2 separate regions of the Pan troglodytes genome follow, and region 1 is linked to region 2. The links are chromatin contacts, called in public HiChIP or PLAC-seq maps. All regions are on one chromosome and are shown on one strand. The core of a region is the stretch at or near the end of the contact, and the rest is flanking DNA. Distances in the headings are between cores, read along the strand shown. Region 1 holds the start of C8G (complement C8 gamma chain). Region 2 holds the start of PAXX (PAXX non-homologous end joining factor).

Evidence for each region. HiChIP or PLAC-seq counts read pairs in DNA pulled down with a chosen protein or histone mark.
Region 1: a contact with region 2 is called in an H3K4me3 HiChIP or PLAC-seq map of stem cell-derived excitatory neurons, with 2.9 times the contacts expected there. The contact joins the promoter of C8G here to the promoter of PAXX in region 2.

Annotation. Positions count from the first base shown.
Region 1 is chr11:1,508,989-1,515,362 of NHGRI_mPanTro3-v2.0_pri, forward strand. C8G (complement C8 gamma chain) reads right to left here and starts at 3,291. Exons shown (of 7, transcript XM_016962201.3): 1 at 3,013-3,291; 2 at 2,632-2,768; 3 at 2,403-2,473; 4 at 2,210-2,317; 5 at 1,836-1,937; 6 at 1,713-1,751; 7 at 1,359-1,634. The coding sequence starts at 3,150. The coding sequence ends at 1,621. FBXW5 (F-box and WD repeat domain containing 5) reads left to right here and starts at 3,756. Exons shown (of 9, transcript XM_016962200.3): 1 at 3,756-3,900; 2 at 4,388-4,603; 3 at 4,991-5,148; 4 at 5,553-5,727; 5 at 5,801-5,949; 6 at 6,024-6,374. The coding sequence starts at 4,411.
Region 2 is chr11:1,455,370-1,462,212 of NHGRI_mPanTro3-v2.0_pri, forward strand. PAXX (PAXX non-homologous end joining factor) reads right to left here and starts at 5,496. Exons shown (of 7, transcript XM_016962207.4): 1 at 5,265-5,496; 2 at 5,127-5,187; 3 at 4,853-4,902; 4 at 4,584-4,774; 5 at 4,416-4,484; 6 at 4,164-4,248; 7 at 3,852-4,062. The coding sequence starts at 5,383. The coding sequence ends at 4,023. CLIC3 (chloride intracellular channel 3) reads left to right here and starts at 1,080. Exons shown (of 6, transcript XM_520422.9): 1 at 1,080-1,328; 2 at 2,071-2,180; 3 at 2,261-2,386; 4 at 2,536-2,642; 5 at 2,723-2,898; 6 at 2,989-3,193. The coding sequence starts at 1,296. The coding sequence ends at 3,147.

The DNA.
Region 1 (6,374 bases), core at 2,041-4,540, 51 kb after region 2:
CCTCTGGTCCCAGAGCACACAGCCAAGTGGCCACGCACTTCACTCAGTGCGGGAACCCACCCAGCCCTGCAGTCAGAGGCGTGGAGGGTCAGGCTGGGCCACTCTGCCACCAACCACAGCACCCAAGGTCATCGGGTGGGTCTCTGGCGCCACCCCTCGGACATTCAGCCCTCCCTGAAGCTTGTGACCGTGGCCAGCTACCCGACTCCTCCTGCCCCCAGATGAGACCCTCACTTTCTGTTTGGGGGATGTGGGGCCAGGCATGGAGGAGGCTTTCCTGGGGCTCAGGCCTAGAGTCTTCCCGGCGTTGCCAGCTCTGAACCCTGAGCCCTTCTGTTGCGCCCTGCTATCTCATGGGTCTCTGGGACATGGAGCTGGAGTGGGGGAAGGCGATGCAAGGGTACGACCTCCTGGGCCCTTCTCCTTCCCAGGTCCCGGCAGTCAGGGCCCCTGCCTCCCCTTCCCACCACCTGACTTGCCTGCCCTCCTGGGGTCTAGCAGCTTAGTGAACAGGTGGGCACAGCAGGGGGAGCCCTGCCCGTGGGATGGGGACCCCCTGGAGCAGCTGCTGGCTCCTCCCTGCCCCCACCCAGGCCGTGTGCTTTGGGACCAACTCCAAGGTGCCTTCTCCTCCCATCCCTGCCCACTGTGGCTGATTGGTGGCTGATCCCCGGACTTGTAAGTTCCTAGGGGGAGGGACCAGCCCACCTGGTGGTCCCAGGGCCCAGCACACAGTGGGCCTTCAGAAATGCTTATCAAACAAATGCCAGTGGCCGCAGGCAGGGCCTGAGAGGAGCAGCTTAGCGGCCAGGTCCAGGCCCAGCATGGCCAAGCCATGCCGGGTTCCTGATATTCTCCGGCCCTAGCCCAGGGGCTGCCCCGAGGGCAGAGCTGGCCCACCCCCACATTCTCTTCTGCTTCCTGGTTTCACGGGGGACGTGGTAGTGGATGAGGTGTGCAGAGAGTGCAGTGGCTGTGGGTGGACAGCACCAACTGCTGCCACCAACACGGGCCAGCTGGTGCCAGCTCGGCTCGGAAGAGGCCAAAATGGGCAGTGACGGGAGACAGCTGGCCTCCCATGGGGGCGGAGGAGCAGCCCGGGGGCTGCAGGACAATGGCCCAGGCAAGAGCAGCCTTGGAGTGAGGCTGGACGCCCCCAGGTCCCAGCAGGGCACAAGATGGGCATATGCCAGAGAGGATCTCCCCTCCCAAATCCCAAGAGCCGCTGAAATCGGCCCAGTGCCCACTGCGTGGACTCCAGCCAACAGGGAGCGCCAGGCTTTTAAAGAGGCGGGGTGGGGGCAGAGAGGGCCTTGGTGGTACTGGCGCCGGTCCAGAGTGGACAGAAGAGTCAGAGAGGGGTCTGAGACATTTAATAAGTAGGTACCACTCCACCCACTGTCCTCTGGGGCAGCCAGCAGAAGATCCCCTGCCCCGGGTGGCAGGGCCCTGATCTGAGGCTGGTTTCACAGAGGACGGGCAGCGGGCACCCCACTGGTGGGGTCGTCTCTCGGGGCACTGACTTCTCAGCACTGGAGCTGTGTGCCGGCCTCACCTCCTCACTTCTGCAGCAGGGATGAGACTCAGCCGGTGGCAGTGGCCCCCCTCACCACGCCGGCCTCACCTCCTCACTTCTGCAGCGGAGACGAGACTCAGCCGGTGGCAGTGGCCCCCCTCACCACGCCGCCATGCTTGCCCCGCTGTGCACTCACCGTCCAGGACGTGGAACTGGTCTGCAGCCTCGCAGAAGCCTGGGGGCCCAAGGCAGGGGTCAGGCTGGACATCAGCCCAGAGAGTGGGGGTGGCTGAGCTGGGGACCTGCTGGGGACACTCACCGTACTTGGGGAAGTAGAAGATCTGGTCCTCAGTCAGGTGGGCCTCCTGGACCCGCTGCTCAAACCCACTCAGGACCGAGTCGCTCACAGGGAGCGAGCGGGCTGCAGGGCAGACAGGGTTCCTGGGGTCCTGGCACCAGGCGGCGTGGAGGGCTCTGGGAACGGGGTCTGTGTGTCCCCCGCCCCCTCGGGGCCCTCTCCCTGCTCCCACACCAGGCCTGTCTGTCACTACTCCCTGGGCCCCTGCTTAGCAGGAGGGTCAGGATGGGAGAAAGGAAGTGTGTCCCCATGGGCTCACCCAGCCCCTCGGGGTGGCCCAGTGAGTGTGCAGAGCTTGAGCGCCTGCCTGGTCACAGAGGCTGGCCCCCACATACCGTAGAGCTTCACTGACAGCTGCCCCGCCCGCTCCAGGTACAGGACAGCGAAACTCTGGTAGTCGGTCTCAGCGACAACCACGTGCACAGCCCCTCGGGCGCCTCGGGCTGGGGCAGAGCCACGGTAGCCACGTCAGAGAGCCACAGTGGCTGCGTCATCCCCCACCCACATGCCCTGCAGCCCCTGCCTCACCTTGAAGCAGGAAGCGGCCGAGGACCCCTGTGTCTCCATAGAGCTGGCGCACCTGCCAGCAGATCCCATCCCTGGGGGGGCGGGGAGGAGGCACCACAGGCTGGGAGACCCCATCCAGGAATCGTAGTCCAGGCCACAGCCGGGGTGGGGTCAGGGGCCAGAGCAGGGCTGAAGTCTGGGGGCTGAGAGGAGGGTTGGGGTTAGGGTGCAGGGCTGCTCTGGGACTCACAGCTTTCGGAAGGTACTGACAGCCATGGCTGTGCCCTGGGGAGCCACATGCAGTGTGGTGGCCTCGGCCCGGTGGCCCTGCTCCTGCAGGAAACGGCAAGCGGAGCCCACAGCCACAAGGAGCCAGGTCCCTGCAAACTGGGGGCAGACCATGGGAGAACTCGAGGGCACTGTGGGAGGGCCCCTCACCTGCTTCCCTCTACACCCCCCACAACTTCACCTGCTTCCCTCTCCCCCCCCAACAACTTCTACCTGTCTCCCTCTACCCCTCCCACAACTTCACCCTCTCCCCCCTGACACACAACTTCTACCTGCCTCCCTCTACCCTCCTCCCCCGGCCCAAAAACTTCACGTTCCTCCCTCTACCCCCCACAACTTCTACCTGCTGAGCATCAAAATTGGCCTTGGGCTGGATGGTGCTGATGGGGGATGCGGGCCGGCGTGGCCTCTGAGGCCTCTGGCCCAGCGAGCCAGCTGCCAGGAGCAGAGTCAAGAGGGTCACAGTCCCAGGGGGCAGCATGGTGGCGGCGGCAGGGTGGCAGGACTGTGGGAGGCCAAGGGTAGCACCACCAAGTCCCAGGACAGAGTCTACTCTGCTGTCACAGAGCCCAGCCCAGGAAGTCCATGTCCATCCGTTGCCTCCCCAACCCCAGCCCTGGGCCAGCCCCACCCCCCACCTCCAGCCTCCTCGTGAGCCTAGCTTCGATCTGCACTTCCTGGCAGGGCCCTGGCACCATGTCCCACGTACAAAGTCCGAGTTGACCTCTGGCTGTTTATCCATTTCTCCTGCACCCCTGATTTCCACTGACAGTCCTTAGCCCTTTACACGTTATCTTCCTTAAACCATCACCCAGTGGTCTTATCTCCATGGCCAACGTCACGGGGTTCACGAAGCCACTTGCTCAGGGCCCGGCAACAGGGAGCGCCGGAGGCGGGTCCCGAACCAGCGGTCGTTGAGCCTCGCCTGCAACCCCGCCCACGACCGCCGCCCGCTGGCCACAAGGGGCGCTGTTTCTAACGCGCCCGAGTGCGCGCAGGCGCACAAAGAAAAGCCGGCCAGGCCGCCGGAGCCCAAGGCGCAGGCGCACGAGGGGCGGATGCGGGCTACCCGCGCGCTCTGCCTTCCTCGGCCATCGATGCCTCGGGGCTCGTGGCGTCGAGCCTGGCGGGCTCCCCGTTGGGCGGGGGCGGCGGTCCGAGCGGCTGCTGCAGCGGAAGCGGGTCCGGGTCGCGCAGGGCGGGGGCGGCGCAGCGGGCGGAGGCGGCCGTGGTGAGTGCGCCTGCGGCCCTCGGGGGTCCCGCCTCGTCGGCCCCGCCCGCCTTGGGCGAGTGCAGGAGCCCCGAGGCCGCCCGTGCGCTCGTCCCCGCCGTCCGCCCCGAGCCCGCCGGGCAGAGCTTCTCCAGGGCCGCAGGGCGGAGGCCACTGCCTGGCCGCCCCGAGCTTCCTCTCGGTGGAAGCCCGTCCCCGGACGGCGCCTGGTGTCCCCGTGCTTCGCGTGCGGCGGTCCGGGCCCTGGCGGGCTGAGGGGCGCCCGCTGCCGGCCGCAGGAGGCCGGGGGATGACGCGGCGGAGAGGGGCCGGCCCGGCCCGCCCGGAGCTGCCGGGTCCTTGGTTGGGCGGCGGTGCCCGGGCGTCCCCTGCAGACACGCAGCCCCGTGGAACTCCCGGCGGGACGGTTGGGGCTGGAGGAACAGGACGCCTGCTCTCGGCCTCCCTTCCCGGGCCTGGGCTGAGGGCAGCCGTTGGTGGGTTTCAGGGCCGCCTGGGCAGAATGTCACGATGGACGAGGGCGGCACGCCCCTGCTCCCCGACAGCCTGGTCTACCAGATCTTCCTGAGCCTGGGCCCGGCCGACGTGCTGGCCGCCGGGCTGGTGTGCCGCCAATGGCAGGCCGTGTCGCGGGACGAGTTCCTGTGGAGGGAGCAGTTCTACCGCTACTACCAGGTGGCCCGCGACGTGCCCCGACACCCAGGTCAGTGGCGTGTGGGGCGCCTACCCACGTTCTGCAGCCAGGGCCCCGGGCCCCTGCGCTTGGGGGTCAGCCTGGCTGGGGACCCGCCCCGCGGCCCCGAGTGTGCATGCTCACACCCTCACACCCTGATGGAGGCCTGTCCGGACACAGCACAGGCGCCCCTCAGAGCTTGGAGGCCAGAGGGTTCACTAGGTCACTTGGGGGGTGGGGGGTACAGGGGTCTCTGTGAGCTACAGGGTTGAATCCCCCAGCCGAGGCCTATGCCATGACTAGTGGGTTCCAGGGGCACCACGGGGCCTGCCAGGACTGCTGGGGCCACACTCAGCTCATGGCCGTAACTGCGAGGAGGAAGGCCCGGGCCCAGGACTGACAACTGCCCACCCGCAGCGGCCATGTCCTGGTACGAGGAGTTCCAGCGGCTGTATGACACGGTGCCCTGCGTGGAGGTGCAGACGCTGCGGGAACACACAGACCAGGTCCTGCACCTCAGCTTCTCCCATTCCGGGTACCAGTTCGCGTCCTGCTCCAAGGACTGCACTGTGAAGGTGAGGACCGCCAGGTGTCCTGCACACCCCACCCAGCTCTGCCGCAGCACGGAGGTCCCAGGACCCAGGCGTTCCAACCAGGTGGTGGTGGGGGGGGTGGGTCAGGCCAGAGGTGACACAGCAGCCTCCCTGCATCCAGCGGAGGGACCACAGAGGATCAGGAGCGGTGCAGGGTGGCCCTGAGTGCTGAGGAGAGGGTCCCACACACAGCCACCTGCTCCAGGGGCAGGCTCCTCCGCTCTATACCAATGCCCCCCGAGTGGATGACAGTGGCTGGAAGGGGTCCTTGCTCCCTGGTGGCCTCTGAGTAGGGCTGGCAGAGCTGGGGCCTCATGGCCGTGTAGTAGCAGGCCCCCGCCCCGTGACCTGGCCAGGCGATCACTACAGCCGCCCCTGCCGTACAGATCTGGAGCAACGACCTGACCATCTCGCTGCTGCACAGCGCGGACATGCGGCCCTACAACTGGAGCTACACCCAGTTCTCCCAGTTCAACAAGGACGACTCGCTACTGCTGGCCTCGGGGGTGTTCCTGGGGCCGCACAACTCCTCGTCCGGCGAGATCGCTGTCATCAGCCTAGGTGAGCACGGGCGGCGGGTTGACCCTGCCCCCGCCCCACACCGACAGCCTGTCCAGCCCCGGCCTCCCCACAGACTCCTTCGCGCTGCTGTCCCGCGTGCGGAACAAGCCCTACGACGTGTTCGGCTGTTGGCTCACCGAGACCAGCCTCATCTCGGGGAACCTGCACCGCATCGGAGATATCACCTCCTGCTCGGTGCTGTGGCTCAACAATGCCTTCCAGGTGCGTGCGGGGCTAGGGGCGGGGCTGCCCTCCCCGGGGCCTGGCGCCCACCTGGCACGTGCCCCCGCCCCCAGGACGTGGAGTCAGAGAACGTCAACGTGGTGAAGCGGCTGTTCAAGATCCAGAACCTCAATGCCAGCACCGTCCGCACGGTGATGGTGGCCGACTGCAGCCGCTTCGACAGCCCTGACCTGCTGCTGGAAGCCGGCGACCCGGCCACGTCCCCCTGCCGCATCTTTGACCTAGGCAGCGACAACGAGGAGGTGGTGGCTGGCCCGGCCCCCGCCCACGCCAAGGAGGGCTTGCGGCACTTTCTGGACCGCGTGCTGGAGGGGCGGGCGCAGCCACAGCTGTCGGAGCGCGTGCTAGAGACCAAGGTGGCCGAGCTGCTGGCCCAGGGGCACACCAAGCCACCCGAGCGCAGT
Region 2 (6,843 bases), core at 4,246-6,745:
TGAGGTTCAGGACACCAAAGGATGGGGCAGCCACATGGTATTTCCAAGGCTCTGTGTCCAGGAGCCCCGACTGGCGTGGTATCCAGAGAAGCATCAGGCTGGGCTGACTGGGGCAGCACTGGAGTGTGTTCCGCCGGGGACGGGTGAGGGGCCCGTACCAAGGCCCTGGGGAGAAGGTGAGCAGGAAAGCAGTGCCACCTCAGCTGCCCTGTCCAGGCTCGTGAGGCACCACACCGCCTGGGGGAGGTGTGGCCAGGCCAATCCTGTGGGCACCCCGGGTCTCTGGGTGGAATCTCCCCTCGGTGTACCTCCCTGGGGCTGCACCCTAAAGCGTCAGGGCCAGGTGGGAGGAAGGCACAGTTGGCGACCCCAAAGGGCCAGACTGAACTGTGGGTTCCAATCACGCCAGGAGGCTCAGCGCAGGCTCACACCTGTGGACCACCACCCTCCCCTGGCCTCTTTCTTCCAGCCACGCAGGCTGTGGCTTCTAACCCCTCTCCTGCTGCTTCTTTTTAAAGGTTAAGGGGTGGGGGGTAAGAAACCTGCGCTGAGCGCCAGTGGGAGGGATGGGAGGTGGGGTGGAGACCTGCACTGCCGGCCAAACACCAAAGCCAGGCTGGCCTCCCCGCCCTGTTGCGGGCAGGTCTGGAATTTGAGCCCTGCCCTGAGCGGGGAGGGCCCTGCCTGACTGCTCCGTAGCTGGGAAGGGGCGGTTCCCCCAGGTGGGCTTATCACCCTCCCGATGCCCTGGTGCTGCAGATGGGGAACTGAAGCCAGGCTGGGCAGGCCATTTCTCCTGCTCACCCACACCCACTGGCTTTCTGGGCTGGGAGCCCTGACAAGGGGTATTTGCAGAAGGGAGAGCCATAGGGCAGGGTCTGAGCTGGGTTCACGGTGGAGGTGGTCCTGACCCAGAGCCGCCCCCTTCCCAGGTGACACCCCCTGCACCCTTCTGGCCTGTAGGCTCTCCCTATGCCCCGCCCCCTGGTCTCCACCCACCACGCTGGCTCCCAGCACACTCAGTACCGGGTGGGCGGATCTCCGTGCACACCAGACTCAAGTCCAGGGCAGCCCCCCACACCATTCCGCCACCCTGAGGTCACACCCTCAGGCTCAGACACCCCGGGGCCGGGCTGGCGTTGCTCAGGCAGCTGGCTCTGCGCGCTGGGCAGCTTCATCTGCCCGCCTAGGTGGCTCCACGGGGCGGGCCCCTCGGCCAGGGAGGGCGGGGCACACAGGGAGACTTAAAGAGCTCCCCAGGTCCCCACCCGCGCCTGACCGCGGCAGCTCCCACCATGGCGGAGACCAAGCTCCAGCTGTTTGTCAAGGTGCAGGGCGGACTCAGCTGCGGGGAGGGTGTCTGGGAGGAAACGCTTTTCTGGGCTTTGCTTTCTGGGGCAGGCTGTGGGGTGGGCCTCCCAGTAATGTCTGAGCCCCTTCCTGTGGGTGGCTAAGGGGACTCAGGCAGCCCTACAGAGGCTGAGTAAAGTGGGACCCAGCGAGTCACCCAGAGAGGGGTCAGTGGCCCTGGTCCTGCTCCCAGCCTTGGCTCCTGGGCCCAGCCCAGTCTTCTGGAGGAGAGCTCCTTGGTGGGGAGGTACCAAGCAGGCTGCCAGCAGTGGAGCTTACGGTCGGTGTTCCAGGATAGGGGGTGCTGGGCCAGGCAGCCCCATCAGCTCTCAGGTCGGGGACTAGGGGGGTGCTGTTGGCCACAGTGCCCAGTCTCATGTGTGAATCACTCAGAAAACAGCTTGTGGGGCCCACCCCACCCCTGCAACCAGCTTTTGGGGACTGAGCCCAGGGGCCTGGCCTCTGTCCAGGCTCTGATAAGATTCCAGGGGCCAAGCCTGCCCCAGGCCTCAAGGCTCCCAGCAGCTCTGCCCCCCTCCCCACGTCCTGGGGACCAAGTCAAGGGCCCTCACTGGGCACTTGGAAGTCGCGCCGACCAAGCTGGAGCCCTGGCGTCCCTCCAATCCCACTGGCAGTGGGAGGCGGGTCCCGCCCAGCCTGGTGGCAGGATGCCTGGGTCTGCTCCCAGCCCTGACCCCCCCCCCCGCTCCACCCACCCAGGCGAGTGAGGACGGGGAGAGCGTGGGTCACTGCCCCTCCTGCCAGCGGCTCTTCATGGTCCTGCTCCTCAAGGGCGTACCCTTCACCCTCACCACGGTGGACACGCGCAGGTGAGGCTCCATCCTGTGGACCCCCGCCTGGCCTCGCACACTGGTGGGCCGGCCTCCTCCCACCCCGCTGCTGCCCGCAGGTCCCCGGACGTGCTGAAGGACTTCGCCCCCGGCTCGCAGCTGCCCATCCTGCTCTATGACAGCGACGCCAAGACAGACACGCTGCAGATCGAGGACTTTCTGGAGGAGACGCTGGGGCCGCCCGAGTGAGAGCCCCGGCAGGGTGGGAGGGGAAAAGAGGGGGGCCCAGGGAGGACGCGCGCAGGACAGAGCCCAGGAAGGTGCTGTGGGGGTACTGTGGGGCCGGGACGGGGCTGCCCCCAGTCTAATGGAGTCCCACTCCCTCATCCCGCAGCTTCCCCAGCCTGGCGCCTCGTTACAGGGAGTCCAACACCGCCGGCAACGACGTTTTCCACAAGTTCTCCGCGTTCATCAAGAACCCGGTGCCCGCGCAGGACGAAGGTGAAGCGGGGTCAGGGGGTTGGGTGCCCAGGCGGGAGGGCGCCCTGGGCCTGGTCCTCACCGCGCCACCTGCCCCCTAGCCCTGTACCAGCAGCTGCTGCGCGCCCTCGCCAGGCTGGACAGCTACCTGCGCGCGCCCCTGGAGCACGAGCTGGCGGGGGAGCCGCAGCTGCGCGAGTCCCGCCGCCGCTTCCTGGACGGCGACCGGCTCACGCTGGCCGACTGCAGCCTCCTGCCCAAGCTGCACATCGTCGACGTGAGCACGGAAGGTGGGCGGGCGGGAGGGTGACCGCGGCGCGCCTGGGGGACGGCAGGTCCTGACCGCGCCCCGCGATCCTGCCCGCAGACGGTGTGCGCGCACTTCCGCCAGGCGCCCATCCCCGCGGAGCTGCGCGGCGTACGCCGCTACCTGGACAGCGCGCTGCAGGAGAAAGAATTCAAATACACGTGTCCGCACAGCGCCGAGATCCTGGCGGCCTACCGGCCCGCCGTGCACCCCCGCTAGCGCCCCACCCCGCGTCTGTCGCCCAATAAAGGCATCTTTGTCGGGAGTGAGGGTGTCCTGACATCTGAGGGGCCAGAGGTCTCGTGATCACTTCCCATCCCCAAACCCCAGGGTGGGACGCTCAGCCCGATAGCCCAGAACCACAGAGGCAGGAGGGCCGGGGGTCGGGCCGGTCCCATCCTCCATGCTAAGAAGGCGCAGACTCCAGGCCTCCTGCAACCGGTGGCCTCAGGGATCTCCAGGACCGGATTGGGCTCCCAAACCAGTCAGGCCGGGGTGGGGCGGGGTGCCCCAGGTGGATGGGGGCTGGCACATTCCTCAATCCTGTCCCGGGGCAGGCGCTCCCCTCCCCGCAGGGCACTTCCAGTGTCTCAGGGTCTGCACGGGACTTCTGTCTGCATCCTCCCACGGGGCTCCGTGCCCTACCTGGGTGCGGCCTGGGAGGGTGGGAACAAAGTTCTAAGCCTTGGGGAGCCCTGGCCCTGCCTGGCTGGGCCCCTCTCAGCTCCTGGGCTGGCAGGGCTGGAATAGCTGGACGGTCTGAGAGTGCTCACCTCCCTCCGGCCCAGCAAGGAAGTCTCCAGGGAGCTGAGAGGCTGCAGCATCTGTTCACATCCTGTGGCCCTACACCCAGAACACAGGCCCAGGGGTGTTCCCTGATCCCTTCCCAGGCCAGTGCCAGGAGTCAGAGCCCCACCAGAGCCTCCAACCAAGGGAGCTGTTTATTTGACAGGGAAGGAATTTGAGGAGCCGTCTTAGTCCTGGCCCAGGACAGGCAGGTGGAGGTGGTGGCGGGGGGTCTCTGATGGGGGCCTCAAAGACTGCCTCTCCCCTCACAGGCGGACTCCCCGCGGGGCCACGCTTGTGCTGCACCTTCAGGTCTCATCGAAGTCCACGCCACCAGCTGGTTTCTTACTGGGAGGGGAGAGGGGTGTCACTATGGCACTATGGTGTGGAGAAAGGGGTGGGGTCCAGGATTGGACCCTGGGCGCAGGAAGGGGCCTGTGGGAGGGTACCTCTTGAACCCGGGGTTGATGAGCGACTCTCCTGGACACCGCCTCCTGACTCCAGGTCCAGGGCCACCTCTCTGGGGATCTGGGTCTGGGGGAAAACAGGACAGGGGCAGCTCCTGAACCTGGCAGCATCTCAACCACAACCTTCTCCGAATAGATAGGCATTCTCTCTGGAGCGTGAGTCTTGTTTGGGGGAAACTGAGTTCCAGGTTAAAGAGCACAGCCCTACTTGAGTCACAGGCGGACATGCCTTACCTGGTAAGAAGAGCTGAGGCCCTGCAGGCCGGGGGCTCTTCCTCGGGCTGACAGCTGTCTCTTCTGCAGCTGGGGAGGAAAGCCCATGGGAACCCCACTCAGTGCCAGGAGTGGGGGCAAGAGCAGGGGACCCCAGTGAAGGTATGAGGTGCCCACCCCCAATCCTACCTGCCAGTCGCCGCTCCAGGCTCCACACGCGTTTTGCCAGGCCCAGTGTCAGCGCCTGCAGCCTGGGGGCTGCCTCTGGGCCTGGTACCTTGGAGAGGTCAAAGGCCAGTGCCGAGGGCCCCCCTGAAAGCGTCAGGGATGCTCTGTCCTCCTGCAGAGTCAGAGCCACAGCTTGCTGCTCACAGGCTGCCCTGGGAGAGGAGAGGTGCGGAGAGCTGTGGCAGACCCTCCTCCTCCCCACCCGTCCTTCCTCCCTGCTTGGGTCTCACCTGAACCGGGGGGTGATGTCCTCAGCCGCACTCAGGCCAAAACGGGCTTTCTAGAGAGCACAGGGGCTTGTCACCAGCTGCCTGGAACCCGAGGCCCACTGGGAGCACCCGAAACCTGCCCGACCCCAGAGCCCTAGCCAATGTGAGGACTACAGCTACAGGGCGGGCAGAGGGTGTCAGAGCCTTCTGGGGAATCCCAGATGTCTGTCACCCCATAGACGATCTGCACTGCAAGGAGGGGTGTGGCGGCTCCCAGACCCGCCCAGTTACCCACGAGGGCCGCCAGGCTGTCCGGTGTGAAGCAGGTGCTCCAAAGCTCCGCGGCGTCGGTCACGCTGGGGGAGAAGGCCTGTCAGGCGGGGCCGCCCGCGGAGCTCCCTGCACCCCTACCTCCCCGCGGACCCCCACTCACTAGAGGTTGAAGCCGCCGCGGTCCCCCTCCCCGCTTTCCTCCCCTTCGCAGTAGCACACGAAGCGGGGCGGCTCGGGGCCCGGCGGCAGCGTGCAGAGCGGCGGCGACAGCGGATCCATGGCGCTGGGCGAGCGGGAACCCGGCGGGGCGGGGCTTGGGCGCCGGGAGGGGCGGGGCTGTGCGGGCTCAGGGCTCCTGCGCGGAAGAACGACTTCCGGAGCCGGGTGCAGGCCAGTCGGGGGCTTAGGGAGCTTGCGCGGGGCGGAGTCTGGTTGGGGGCGGGGTCTGTATATGGAGGCGGGGTTAGGGGCGGGGTTATGAGGGTGGGGGGATTCGGGGCGGGGCTAAAGGCACAGGCCCGGCCGCGCGGACCCGGTACCCGCGCGGGCTTCAGGCGACTAGAGGCCGAGTTTAGTGCGCGGGGCGGGCCGGAGCAGGGCGTCCTGGGTCAGGGATCCAGAGGCCCTGCCCCCAGCGCTGGCCTCGCCGGTCGTGGGCTCCACGGCGCGATCCCGGGCTCTGGCCCTCGCGCCCGCGAGCAGCCCCACTCGAACCTCGCCCCCTCCCGCCCCCGCCCCGGCTCCAAGTCCAGCCGAGTCCAGGTTCCCTCCGTGGCTCTGCGGATACATCCTGGAGCCCCGCCCTTCCATCGTCTTCACACACAAACCGGAAGCTTCCTAACTCTAATTGTAAGAAGTTATGGTTGGTCCGGCAAGGTGACTCACGCCTGTAATCCCAGCACTTTGGGAGGCCGAGGCAGGCAGATTGCCTGAGGTCAGGAGTTCGAGACCAGTCTGGCCAACATGGTGAAACCCCGTCTCTACTAAAAATACAAAAAAATTAGCCAGGTGTGGTGGCGCACGCCTGTGAGGCAGGGGAATTGCTTGAACCAGGGAGGTGGAAGTTGCAGTGAGCCGAGATCGCGCCACTGCATTCCAGCCTGGGCAACAGAGCGAGACTCCGTCTCAAACAAACAAAAAAAGAAGTCACAGTACAGAGCGATCTCCAGGGAAGAAGGCTTCTGCGCTCTCTGTCCCGCGCATGGTATTCCTCCAGCTCCTCCTACGTGCCTGTTGTCCTAGGCCTGGATATCGATCAACAGACAAGGTCTCTGACTCCCTGGAGCTTCTAGGATCCAATAGGAGAGACACCACATTCTCAGGCAGGGCCAAGTTCCAGAAGAAACTGCAGCGGGTGCTATGAGGGCAGGAGGAAGAGGATGGCTCCCACCAGGGACAGGGAGATCCCAGGCAGAGGCCTGGCCACATAAATAACGGTTCTGTTCAAGGCTCGGCAAGAAGGCCAGGTTGGCAGCATGGTGCTGTGGGGAGGGCCAGTGGGTCTGTAAGCTATGCTTCCATATCGGAGTGCTCCCACAGCAAGCCTGCCTCACCTCCTCCTGCTTCCCAGTTCACTCCCAGTCCTGGCTCCTGCCCCCTGGGCCTCTGCACATGCTGCTGTTTCTGCCTGGCACACCCTTTCCCCAGACTCACATGCTTCCTTCAGGTCTTTACTCAAAAGTCACTTTAGTGAGACCTTCCCTGGTGTTGTTCTGACATTTCAGCATGCTGCCCAGCTC